Regions from separate parts of the Zea mays genome. Here region 1 is linked to region 2. Evidence: chromatin contacts called from public Hi-C data. All regions are on one chromosome and are shown on one strand. Each heading gives the region's core, a stretch centred on a gene start, on an enhancer-like site or on the middle of the called end of the contact. The rest is flanking DNA. Distances are from core to core; before and after follow the strand shown.

Region 1 (5,386 bases), core at 1,230-3,729, 470 kb before region 2:
GCATAAGCATTACACACCAATCATTTGATTTGGATCACGCACTACTACTACTGGACATTCTCCTACTGGACATTCTCCTGCCTCTGAGTCATGGCACTTCAGTAGACTGTTGCTAGCACTTGCGCCTCTTCCTCGATCTCGTCCTCTATATGGATTGTGATATGAACCAATCATTTGGTGGCGGTGAATTGTAGCAACGGCGGCGGACCGGCGACGACTGTTCGGCTAGCAGCAGCTAGCAGAGAAGACCGGAAGAAATGCCACCCCATCCAAAAATCACCTCCCCACCAGGCGCACAACAACTGCGGCGGTGGCTGCGTGGGAGGCGAGGGATTTCCTGGTGCTTCCTCATCAGTGATCTCTTGAGTCACTACTGGTCTTTGATCATAGAGAGTTCAGATTTGGTCCCACATGAATTATGATATGTATTGTGTACTCTAAATACGTACTGAGAATGCAATGTTGAAGTGCTTACGCTAAGGCCACCGCTCACCGGTCTTTTTTATCTCTAATTTTTATTTTGAACTCGGCATAATCTATAATGCAAAACAGTGTTTTGTCCATCCATATAATTTTAGTCTTAGTTGGAGATCTTCAAGATTGATTGTTACAGATCCTAAACCTAAATAGTAAATACTACTCCCTCTCCGTCCTAAAATAAAATTTTTTAAAAAAATTAGAAGATTCATACAATAATTAATGTATATGTTATATATATATATATATGTCTAGATTCATTATTATCTATTTTAATATAGACCTAAAAAATCAAATTAAGAACGGAGGGAGTAAAACTCAAACTCAAGAGACCAACGCAAAGAAATGATAAAAAAGGAGAATTAGGAATCTGTAGCGGCACAGTAAGATCCTTTCTGCCGATGGAGTGCCGACATCTTGGCCTGGCATTGGAATTGGCGGCATCAACGCACTGTGCGCGCCACGTCTGTGTCTTCTCTTTCAGCTTGTAGGCCGCGGCTGTTCATGGGTAAGAGTGATGCATGGCTGAGGAATAACACCGTTGTGCAGGAATCTGCTGACGCGCTCCTGTCTGCATGCCCCTCCATCCCCTACTCCTACTCCTGCTCGTCTGCTGATCTTTTACAGAGGGCTGCTATTCACCCTTCATTTTCTGAATGCCCAGCAGACTGTGTCACTACTGGCTGCCGACTGCCGTACGTATTTGACATGCATCATGGTCCAGATCTGGCCTTGATGGTGGATATGGTACGGCAGCTCTCTAAGGTACTAGTCCAATCCAACGTTTTGGAATTCCTATTAGTTTTCTTAGATATATAACGGAAGGATCAAGGGTCCGTTAGGTTTTCACGGAATCGTTCCTGGCCGACTTGCTTCACTAATTTATATAAGCTTTGATCAGCCGAAACAATTCCGACAAACGGACTAAGGATATGTCCCACTACATGCCCACAGAATGGAACTTTATATTTCATATAAAACACAGACAGAATTGACGAATTACAATCTAACCACCCTGGATTCTTTCTTTGTGAGAGGTCCCCCAGCAGAAGCAAGCAAGCAAATTAAAGGCAGCCAAGAGTGAGGCCAGCCAGCTTAGCTTATCCTTCCAAACTGTACAGAGCCCTACTAGCTAGCCAAAGCTAATCTGCTGTCTAGATTCCCTTTCCTTCTCCTTTTAGGCTGGCTCAAACGATGCGGTGTGTATTCTGCAAGAAAGCAAGAGAAGAACATCGATCTGTCTTTTCCCTTTACCTATGGTGATGCGATCGCAAGCCTGCATTAACTCATAAACAAAGTTCTTAACACAGCTAACGAATGTAATTAATACTAGCTAGTAGTACAGGAGTACTATATAGTCACGGTAGCTATATATAACAAAATAATTAAGCCAATAACATGCATGCATGGCGTGCTGATGCTGATTATATATAGTATTATATATTATTACTAAGGGTGGAAGCGCTGCATGCAGGCGTGGCAGGTGATCTCGAGCGCGGCGGCGGAGGCGCCAGCGGCGATCCGGCGCGCGGCCATGGCCTTGACGCGCTCCACCTTCTCCACCTCGCCGCGGGCGCGCTCCCAGATCGCCCGCGCCCGCGCGAACTCGCGCTCCGCCAGCTCCAGCTCCCGCCGCGCCAGCTCCTTCACGCGCTCCGCGTACGCCCGCTCCGCCGACGCCATCCGGGCCTGCTCCGCCGCCTGCTGCTTCAGCGCCTGCACGTCCGCCGCCCTCTTGCTCTGCTCAGCGGCCGTCGCCGTGCGGCCTCGTCCTGCTTGCTCTGCCGCATGTGGCGTCGGTGGCCCAATGCTGATGGACAGGCTCAGGTCCAGCTGCGGGTGGTCAGAGGGGCTGCTGGCCGCCGCCGGCCGAGGGGCGTGGAGGAAGGCAGCGTTCAGAGGCGTGGTTGTGGGGAGGAGGAGAAGCTGGAGTTCCTTCTCGCCGTGCTGGGGCTCCATGGCCGCTGAGAAGAGGCGAGTGAGAGTGAGAGAGCACTGCAGAGGGGCAGTGCAGTGGTGATCTTTCGGTGTCTTGGGCTAGCTGTTGCGCTGTTGTGCTAGTATGGAGATCTTTATACGATAACGTGGATGTTGATTTTACCAGAAGGCCCTTGTCGTTCCTCGCTGATGGCCTGCTGCTACTGCTATGCACGTGGACCCCTCATGCCATGGAATGTCGAAACTTTCTTGCTGTTCGAGGTATATATGTCACCAGCTCACTTCTTGACTTCTATCAGTGAACAAAGTATATCTATAGAGATATGGATCCGAGCAGGCCTGCCGTGATATACTCGCTCATGCACAGCACCGGCCTAAAAACTTTATTATAAGGCTCGAGCCAGACCGGATGAGAACACCTTTCTCAGCTCAATTTCTCATATCAAAACCAAATGTGCAAGTCACAAATGCATGTTTTCTTTGACAAAAAGCAAAACAAATAGATTTAACCTACACAAAGAAAACCTTGAGGTTAAACGCATGTATATCTTTCTTTTGGAAGAAGGCCGAGTCCCCGTCACAGTCTCACAAATGCAAATACACGAAAAATATTCAAAGCCACAAGAAAATAGGCTTCAAACTTCATTCATAATTAGAGCTATTTAGTGCAAATGGTTGCCTCTTTAAAATCCCTTTTAGGTAAAACTCACATCTTATGATAAAATCACTATAATAATAAAGAGAAAAAAGTACAATCCGCAAATCAAATATTCATAACTATTACAATAATTAAATATAGCCATACATACCACACATTATCATCAGGATATGCATGGTATCAAAAGCCTCTTGAAGCTCCAAATACTCCATTGTATGTTGATCTTTTGCATCCCATTGCTCCAAGTATTTCAATAATGATAACATCTCCATCATCTCAGAAGCTAGATAAAGGCAACACTCGTCGATGATCCTATCAGATAGACGCTATACAAATTATTGTTGACGCCAATCACTGCGATATGTACCGACGACGATGCTCTCTGCAAAAGCGCGGACAGTCCACGACTTGGTGCAGAGGCTAGGGTTTCTGCTGACGAGCTAGACAGTCCACGCCTGATGGTCGGACGATTCACGTGTGCGCAGAGGCGACCGAGTTCGCCAACAACACCTGGATCTCGCTCCCAGGAGCTAGGGACCCCGTCGGGGAGGAGAGATCCTAGGGTTTGTCTTGGGATTGTCAGGCCAACCAAGACGCCTCTATACGACATAGAGCCGTAGAGAGGTGAATATTAGAGGAAGAAAACTATGCTTAATCCTAGGGCAAAAGGGAAAGAACAGAAGATAAATTGATTGTTGATTCGATTGTTGGTGTCCGCAATTGACCGTACCCCTTAAAATATATAAGGAGAGGTATGGACCCATTCCAAGGCGTCTCCCAACAGCAACCGTGGATTTAGAGTGATAAACTCGTGTGGACATGGATTAGTTGCGCCTGATTCGATCTATTCACGGACCATCCCCGCGCTGGTCACTGTAGCACCCTGAAAATTCGAATATAGAATTTTTTTCAAACTCGTTTTAAATTTAAAATGAATTTTTAAATTTTGTTTAAAAATGTTTGTTTGCAAGTTGATCTCAATAAAGAAAGTATAGTGGTCTATTTTCCTCCAAAATTCTCTTCAAGATACCCTACAAATATTTACTTGAGAGCATGTACAACACGTCATGGAATCAAGAGCCAGCCAGAGTACGACGGTCGTGAATTCATCAAGCATGGCACAGAGAAGTGTGTCGTGACTGTTTACATTGGATCTAGTCTGCACCATGTGGAATTGGGTGTCACTGCCGTGAGGCGCAGATTCGAAGACACATGCTAAGTCGTCGCCCACAAGGCATTGAGGGCCCTGTGTCAAATCTATGAAGAGGAAGTGGTCAACACCCCGCTCAGATTCTTTCCGTCCTTTTAGAGAGACCGCCCCGTTTGGATGGCCAAGATGCGTGCCTTTGAAGGGCAGCAACTGCTGGAGGACGACTATATAGTCATGTACCCCACAATATACCTGCTTACCCTGGATACGCAGTATAATCTCTTGGCTCGACACCACCGTAAGATGATTGCCCGAGCATAAGATGTAGAGAGGCGCAATCGTTAGCTCCATGTGGATCTCACCACAGCTCCACCTAATGCATCTACCTTGGAAAGTTGTAAAGTCATTGATGTTGAAGCCCTAGAGAAAGCTAAGGACAAGCACATCCAGAAGTTGATTGAGGCCTACTTAGTCACCCACAACAAACGTAGAGCCCTTTGGATCCAAGAGCCCGCTTCATCCAACCCAGTTCAACCCATGAGAGCTGAAGAGCCCTAGATTCTGCTGGACCTCCCAGTCTCTATAAAATAAGAGAGGAAGGCTTAGGAACTCCCAGAAGGGGCCATAGTCCTAGAAGGAATACCAGTCTCCCCTCAGATTGTGGATAAGCAAGAGCATCCCAAACCCTCCCAAGATCCACTACCACAATCGTTTGAGCCCCTCACCATGAAGAAGATTCCAGCACCCACCCTTGAGGTCAAGGAAGAAGCTGCAAGCACCCCACTAGCACCACCACCCTTTGAGGTCACCTTGGAGCTACAAGAGCCAGTCCCACTTGGAGAAGAGTTCGACTCCATCCTTTCATCTCAGTCGCCGCCAGAAGAAGTCATCAACATTAGCTCCCTCTTGACCCATCCAGGGGATGTCTCAGAATGAAGTTGTGCACCAGCGTCGCCAGAAGAGAAGTTGTCGGGTCCGAAGTTAGTTATGCCTAGTCCTCAGCATGCATTGGACAGTGAAGTTTTTCTTCACTTTGGCCAGAGCCCTGCATGTATGAGATATAACCGTGTAGCCACGTGTTTTGAAAATCTCTAATTGTGTGGCCCCTAGGGCATTTTAAAATGAGTTATGCTTGATGTTTGCTCCCCTTTTGTGTACATATG
Region 2 (5,749 bases), core at 2,227-4,726:
GTCACTATTTGATTGGAATGATCTTTGGACTTGGAAGAGGATTTGATCTCTTGTTTGTGTCTTTGAATGAAGTCTAGAGCTCTTGTATGAGGTTTGAAGGCTGAAAACTTGGATGCATTGAAGTGTGGTGGTTGGGGGGTATTTATAGCCCCAACCACCAAAAGAACCGTTGGTGAGGGCTTCTGTCGTATGGCACACCGGATAGTCCGGTGCGCCACCAGACACTGTCCGGTGTGCCAGCCACGTCACCAGGACGTTGGGTTCCGACCGTTGGAGCTTCTGACAACTGGGCCACCGGACAGTACAGTGGTGCACCGGACAGTCACTATTCACTGTCCGGTGCGCCTTCTGGCGCTGCTCTGACTTCTGCGCGCGCAGGCGTGCACTATTCACTTTTACTGTTCCATTGCAGACGACCGTTGGCGTTGTGTAGCCGTTACTCCGCTGGCACACCGGACAGTCCGGTGAATTATAGCGGAGCGGCTCCCAGAATTCCCGAAGGTGGCAAGTTTGGAGTTGGGTTCCCTGGTGCACCGGACACTGTCCGGTGCGCCAGACCAGGGCTGCCTTTGGGTTGTCTTTTGCTCTTTTTATTTGAACCCTTTCTTGGATTTTTATTGGTTTGTGTTGAACCTTTGGCACCTATAGAACTCATAATCTAGAGCAAACTAGTTAGTCCAATTAATTTGTCTTGGGCAATTCAACCACCAAAATTCATATAGGAAAAGGTGTAAGCCTATTTCCCTTTCACCTACTCCATGAGCTACATCACTCAAGATTCAACGTTCACAATAACCTTACACCGTGTTGAGTTGAATCACAACAAATTATGTCAAATCAATTTGAAATTTGACCTTAAGCAAGTTCAAGGTTAATTAAAATTGAACCCTTGCAATTTATAATGTTGGTATACCTAGTGAAAAATATACACGTGTGAGAGTGAGTTCCCTCTCACATTCTAATGCTACCGATTCTAGCCAACTAAGCATATGAGTCATCCCAACCCATTTATTTGTTGAAGAGGCCAACATTACCTAGGTGAATTGAGCTAGCTTGATTGAAAGTATAGTTGATTAAACAACATTGGAATGGTATGCACATATAATGAACTTGTATAAAATAGGGATAATTGGGAATGATGCCTCAACTTTCATGAAGTCTGAGTAATCATGGATGATCATGTCAACTCATACACGTACCTCACATCATACCTATCCTGCAAGAAAGGGTTGAAGGGAATGGGATTGAGATTGGTGATGAAGACAAATGAAATCAAGCGAAAAAGATTCATAAAACTTGGTAATCCAAAATGGGGAACTTGTTGGATGAACCTATAGTACAGTTTGGTGTTCCTTTGGATAGTCCATGAGGACGTCGATAGGACCTATCTAGGTTGTTTTTTCTAGGTATGATGTTCTTGATGTTTGGTCTAGGATTTGTGAGTAATGTTTCCTAGGAGTGATTGGTGATCATCTAGGGGTATTTCAGTGAGGTATTGGGGTTGTGTAACCTATGGTTTAGCCTTGTATATAGAGGATGAAACTAGTGATTGAGATATGAACAAATCTTGAATAAAGAGATATAATCCATGTAATTGAACTTTGGTAACTTAACTTTGGTGGATGGGATACCCTTGGGTCATCAATCCCATGATTGTGCCTTGCTCCTTCTTGCTTCCAAATGAGAGAGACAGACTCGAAGGGATTTTTAAGATTACATTGCATGAAACATACACTTCCATGTAGAGAGATATTTGAGAAATTCACGATATGATTGAGCGAGAGTGGAGTAGGCCTTATGCTTGAGATGGATTGAGTTGCAAGCACCTCCAACTTCTGATCATGCACTGACCATACTGAAGCCATAGGTCGACAATGATAGCTATAGATACATTATTATTAGCGTCAGCTGATGCTTTTGACTTAGTGTTGTGCGTATTATCACTACTGGATCACCAAACCGACAGTGATAGGAGTGGTTGTTCAATCATGTAATTTTCACTCTTATGTAATTTTCCGAAGAGCTTTTCTTAGAATCTATATTCCTTGATAATCTAGATGTGATAAGAATTTGGATATCTTGGGGCTTACGTGTGGACGAAGATGGGTCTGCATGGTTTAGGGTTTAGGAAGTGGTGGATTACTCCTGTCGCGACGACTCGGTGGATTGTACATTCACGTTGATGTGCTGGTTATGCTACATAGTTACTAGGCATTCATCCATGTTCAACAAATGGCCCTCCCTACTAGGCTGAATCCAACAATTCTTCCTCTCAAATCCCCTATCTGTACTATCTATTCATATTTTAATATATACCTCCCCTTATTCCTCTCACTCTCCAACAATTCTCTGGTTCAACTTCCCATATACGCTCTAACTCAACTATTTAACATTTCTATACCAGTTTTTAAGGTTAAAAAATTATATAATATTTATACTACCGTAATACATATTGTTATCAGGTTATATAAACATGTTAATTTTACAAATAAATATAGCGATTAGCGAACGGGTGGGGATTATTAGCTTAGAGCTCCCCCGGCCGGTTCCGAGAGGGATCCGCAGACGTTCGGACGCCAAATAGGGTGAGCGAGCAGGGGAGTTTGAGTACCGCGGAGGGGGAGGACAAGAGTGAGCCGTTGGAGGCCGCCTTAAACTGGTCAGTGCACGGAAGTCGGCACGGCGAGAGCGATGTCGCGGTGCATCACCATAAAATATGTGCGCGCACACACACACACTGACACACATGACACAACACAATTCATGCACGCACGCGACGCTTTTGCTAGCTTTTAGCCGCTATCCGTGCCTTGAAGCCATGCATGCCGTAGCAGTCTTGGCGACGCTGTACGCCTAATAAACTGATGGGCGCATGCAGTGCGGGCGGCGGCTGCAACTTGCGACTGGTGCCTGCCATGCATATGCGCTCGATCATCATCTATATACTTGACCTGCACGCTCCATATAAACATGTGGTTTTGTACATTAACGTATATGCTTTCAACTGCCAAAGATTTATATGTACTTGATATAGAATTAATAAAATAGGGGTAGCGTGGTCGCTCGATATATATAGTTTATCCTGGGGTAGTTATGTTTTTCCAGCGGAAATAAATGATACTCCCTCCGTTTCTTTTTAGTTGTCGCTGGATAGTTCAATTTTGTACTATTCAGCGATAACTAAAACGAAACCGAGGGAATACTCTGCAGTGAACTGATGTGGCAGCAGGTACGCGCGACACTACCAGGTGCATGCTGTAATCGGTTTGTGACACACATGCAGCGATCGAATCAGTGTAAGAGAGACAGAGTATGTGCCGAGATATACAGTACAAGAGAAGAAACCTAATTGATAAACACCCACTGCTTGCTTTGAAAAAGGCATGTATACATCATCATCATCTCTAGAAATTTGTTGTGTCTGGCCAATTAGAGTGCAGCTGCACGTACGGGGTGCTCTTGCTTTGATCACCTTGAGTTTTTTTTTTAAAAAAAATAAGAATGGAGAGTGAGAGAGCGTTCGCTTGGTAACAACAATCGTCGCAACTAGCTAGTTGCTTGCAGTTTGTTCTTTGAATCAACTGGGGGTAACAAGTCAGTTGGTCTTTGCTGTACTACGTACGCATTGCCGCAAGCAACTCCAGCGGTAGTATACATTTGATTTTCCTGTCATGATATAGATAATGATGATATGTGACGGCCGCCGGTTGCCTTTAAATACGGCTGCGTCCTCGGGTCCCGTTTCCTCGCAACAAGTCAGGAGAGCAAACAAGTTTCCCCTCCATCCCAACACCAAACTCCTCCGACGACCCAGCTTGCCGACGACCATGGCCTGCAGTCCTCACCACCAGGTATGCAAACTCATGTGGCAGCTAGCAGGCCAGCCTGCTGCGTCGTCTGACGTACGTGTATAATTACCAACAAAGATGATATGATACATGCAGGTAGCGGCGCTTTAATTTCAATCCGCTGGCCGCGCGCTGCCACGCTGCCCACTTGTATTGCACTACAGTACAGTGCAGTTGCGGAAAAGAAGCGCATGCATACTTGTCCGTCTCATGATCTCTGTTGCAGGGTGACGTGGTGTTCGAGGCGAACGCCATCGGCTGGGCTCCCTCGGGCGCGCGCACGGCGCTGTCGCTGCGCCACGAGCGGGACCCGGCCAGGCTCCCCGCTGCCGCCGTCGGGGGCGAGCGCACGCCCAGCAGCGGCCGGTACGTCCTGGCGGCGGGCCGCGGCGGCGAGGAGGACGGGCTGCGCCAGGCGATCCCGCCGGGCGCGCTCAGGCCCCGGGTCACGTACCGCGTCGCGGGCTGGGCCAGCGTAGCCGTAGCGGCGGCGGAGGAGGAGGAGGAGGGAGCCCGCCAGCAGTACCGCCATCACCCCGTGCGCGTCAGCATCCGCGTCGACGACGGCGTGGTCGTCGAGTGCGGCGCTGTCGCCTGCTCGGCCGCCTCCGACTCCGACTCCGGGTCGGCGGCGGCAGGGTGCAGCAGGTGGGCGGAGATCAAGGGCGCGTTCCGGCTCAGGGAGTGCCCCCGCAGCGCGGCGGTGCACGTGCATGGCGCGCCTGCCGGCGTCGACGTCAAGGTCATGGACCTTCGGATCGTTGCCACGGACCCGAAGGCGCGCTTCGGGTACCTCAAGGACAAGACGGACAAGGTGAGCGACACGCGCTTTCTCGCTTCGTTTTATTCACGTACGTCCTGAAATGACCACCGGGTTATTATTATCTCCGACGACTAATTAACGTTACGTGTGTTCCTTCCTTCTAGTATTATCACGGCCAAGGCCAGCCAACCTAATGTTTCATACGTGCTCTTTCTAGTATGTCCACCTAGCAGCAGCAGCAGCAGCAAACCTGTTTGCCTTTGCTGTCATATATACTGCAATGATGATGAGAGTGAACATCAACTTGGCTTGACAAACAATTCCATCGAGGATTATCTAGTGCCATTTTGGTTGTGATGTGCGTAAAATTTAAAATAGCCACGCACAAGTGTCGTTTCCTGTGTCTTCCACGGCTACCGGGCCGGGCCGGGAGAAATGAAGAGTGCTGCATATCGTTGGTGTCCCGTACGCATTCTTCTCTTGTTGTTAGGCGTGCGCGTGTTGCGTTATGACGTATACGGGTGCTGACTGCGGACTGCCGATAGTGACCGCGCCAAATGAAGGCACACGTAACGGGAGTACGGGGACGACGACATTGTTTTGCTATTGCAGTTGCAGACCGGCCGGCCTCTAATAATCACTTAATTAATCAGTGCACATCACTCTCAAATATATGCACGGTTGGCATGCAGGTGCGCAAGCGTGACGTGGTCGTGAAGCTGAGCGGGGCGGCGGCGGGCGCGTCGGTGCGCGTGGTGCAGCTGGACAGCGCCTTCCCCATCGGCAGCTGCATCAACGGCACGGTGATCCAGGACCCTGCGTTCGTGGACTTCTTCACGAGCCACATGGACTGGGCCGTGTTCGAGAACGAGCTCAAGTGGTACTGGACGGAGGCGGAGCGCGGGCAGCTCAACTACGCGGACGCCGACCGCCTGCTCGACTTCTGCGACCGGGCGGGCAAGCCCGTGCGGGGCCACTGCATCTTCTGGGCCGTGGACGGCGAAGTGCAGCAGTGGGTCAAGGACATCGGGCGCGACGACCCCGACCAGCTCATGGCGGCCGTGCGGGACCGCCTCGGGGGCCTCCTCGGCCGCTACGCCGGCAGGTTCCCGCACTACGACGTGAACAACGAGATGCT

The links. A called contact is a pair of places that touch in the nucleus more often than the background predicts.
Region 1: a contact with region 2 is called in a Hi-C map of tassel, with 3 times the contacts expected there. The contact joins the promoter of LOC111258512 here to the promoter of LOC103627191 in region 2. A contact is called at or near these places in 3 of 25 Hi-C or Micro-C datasets (ear, leaf and tassel).

Annotation. Positions count from the first base shown.
Region 1 is chr5:167,149,395-167,154,780 of Zm-B73-REFERENCE-NAM-5.0, reverse strand. It overlaps LOC111258512, which reads right to left and starts at 2,479. Exons shown (of 1, transcript NM_001357042.1): 1 at 1,424-2,479. The coding sequence starts at 2,436. The coding sequence ends at 1,927.
Region 2 is chr5:166,682,751-166,688,499 of Zm-B73-REFERENCE-NAM-5.0, reverse strand. It overlaps LOC103627191 (endo-1,4-beta-xylanase 1), which reads left to right and starts at 3,476. Exons shown (of 3, transcript XM_008647488.4): 1 at 3,476-3,851; 2 at 4,075-4,662; 3 at 5,304-5,749. The coding sequence starts at 3,684.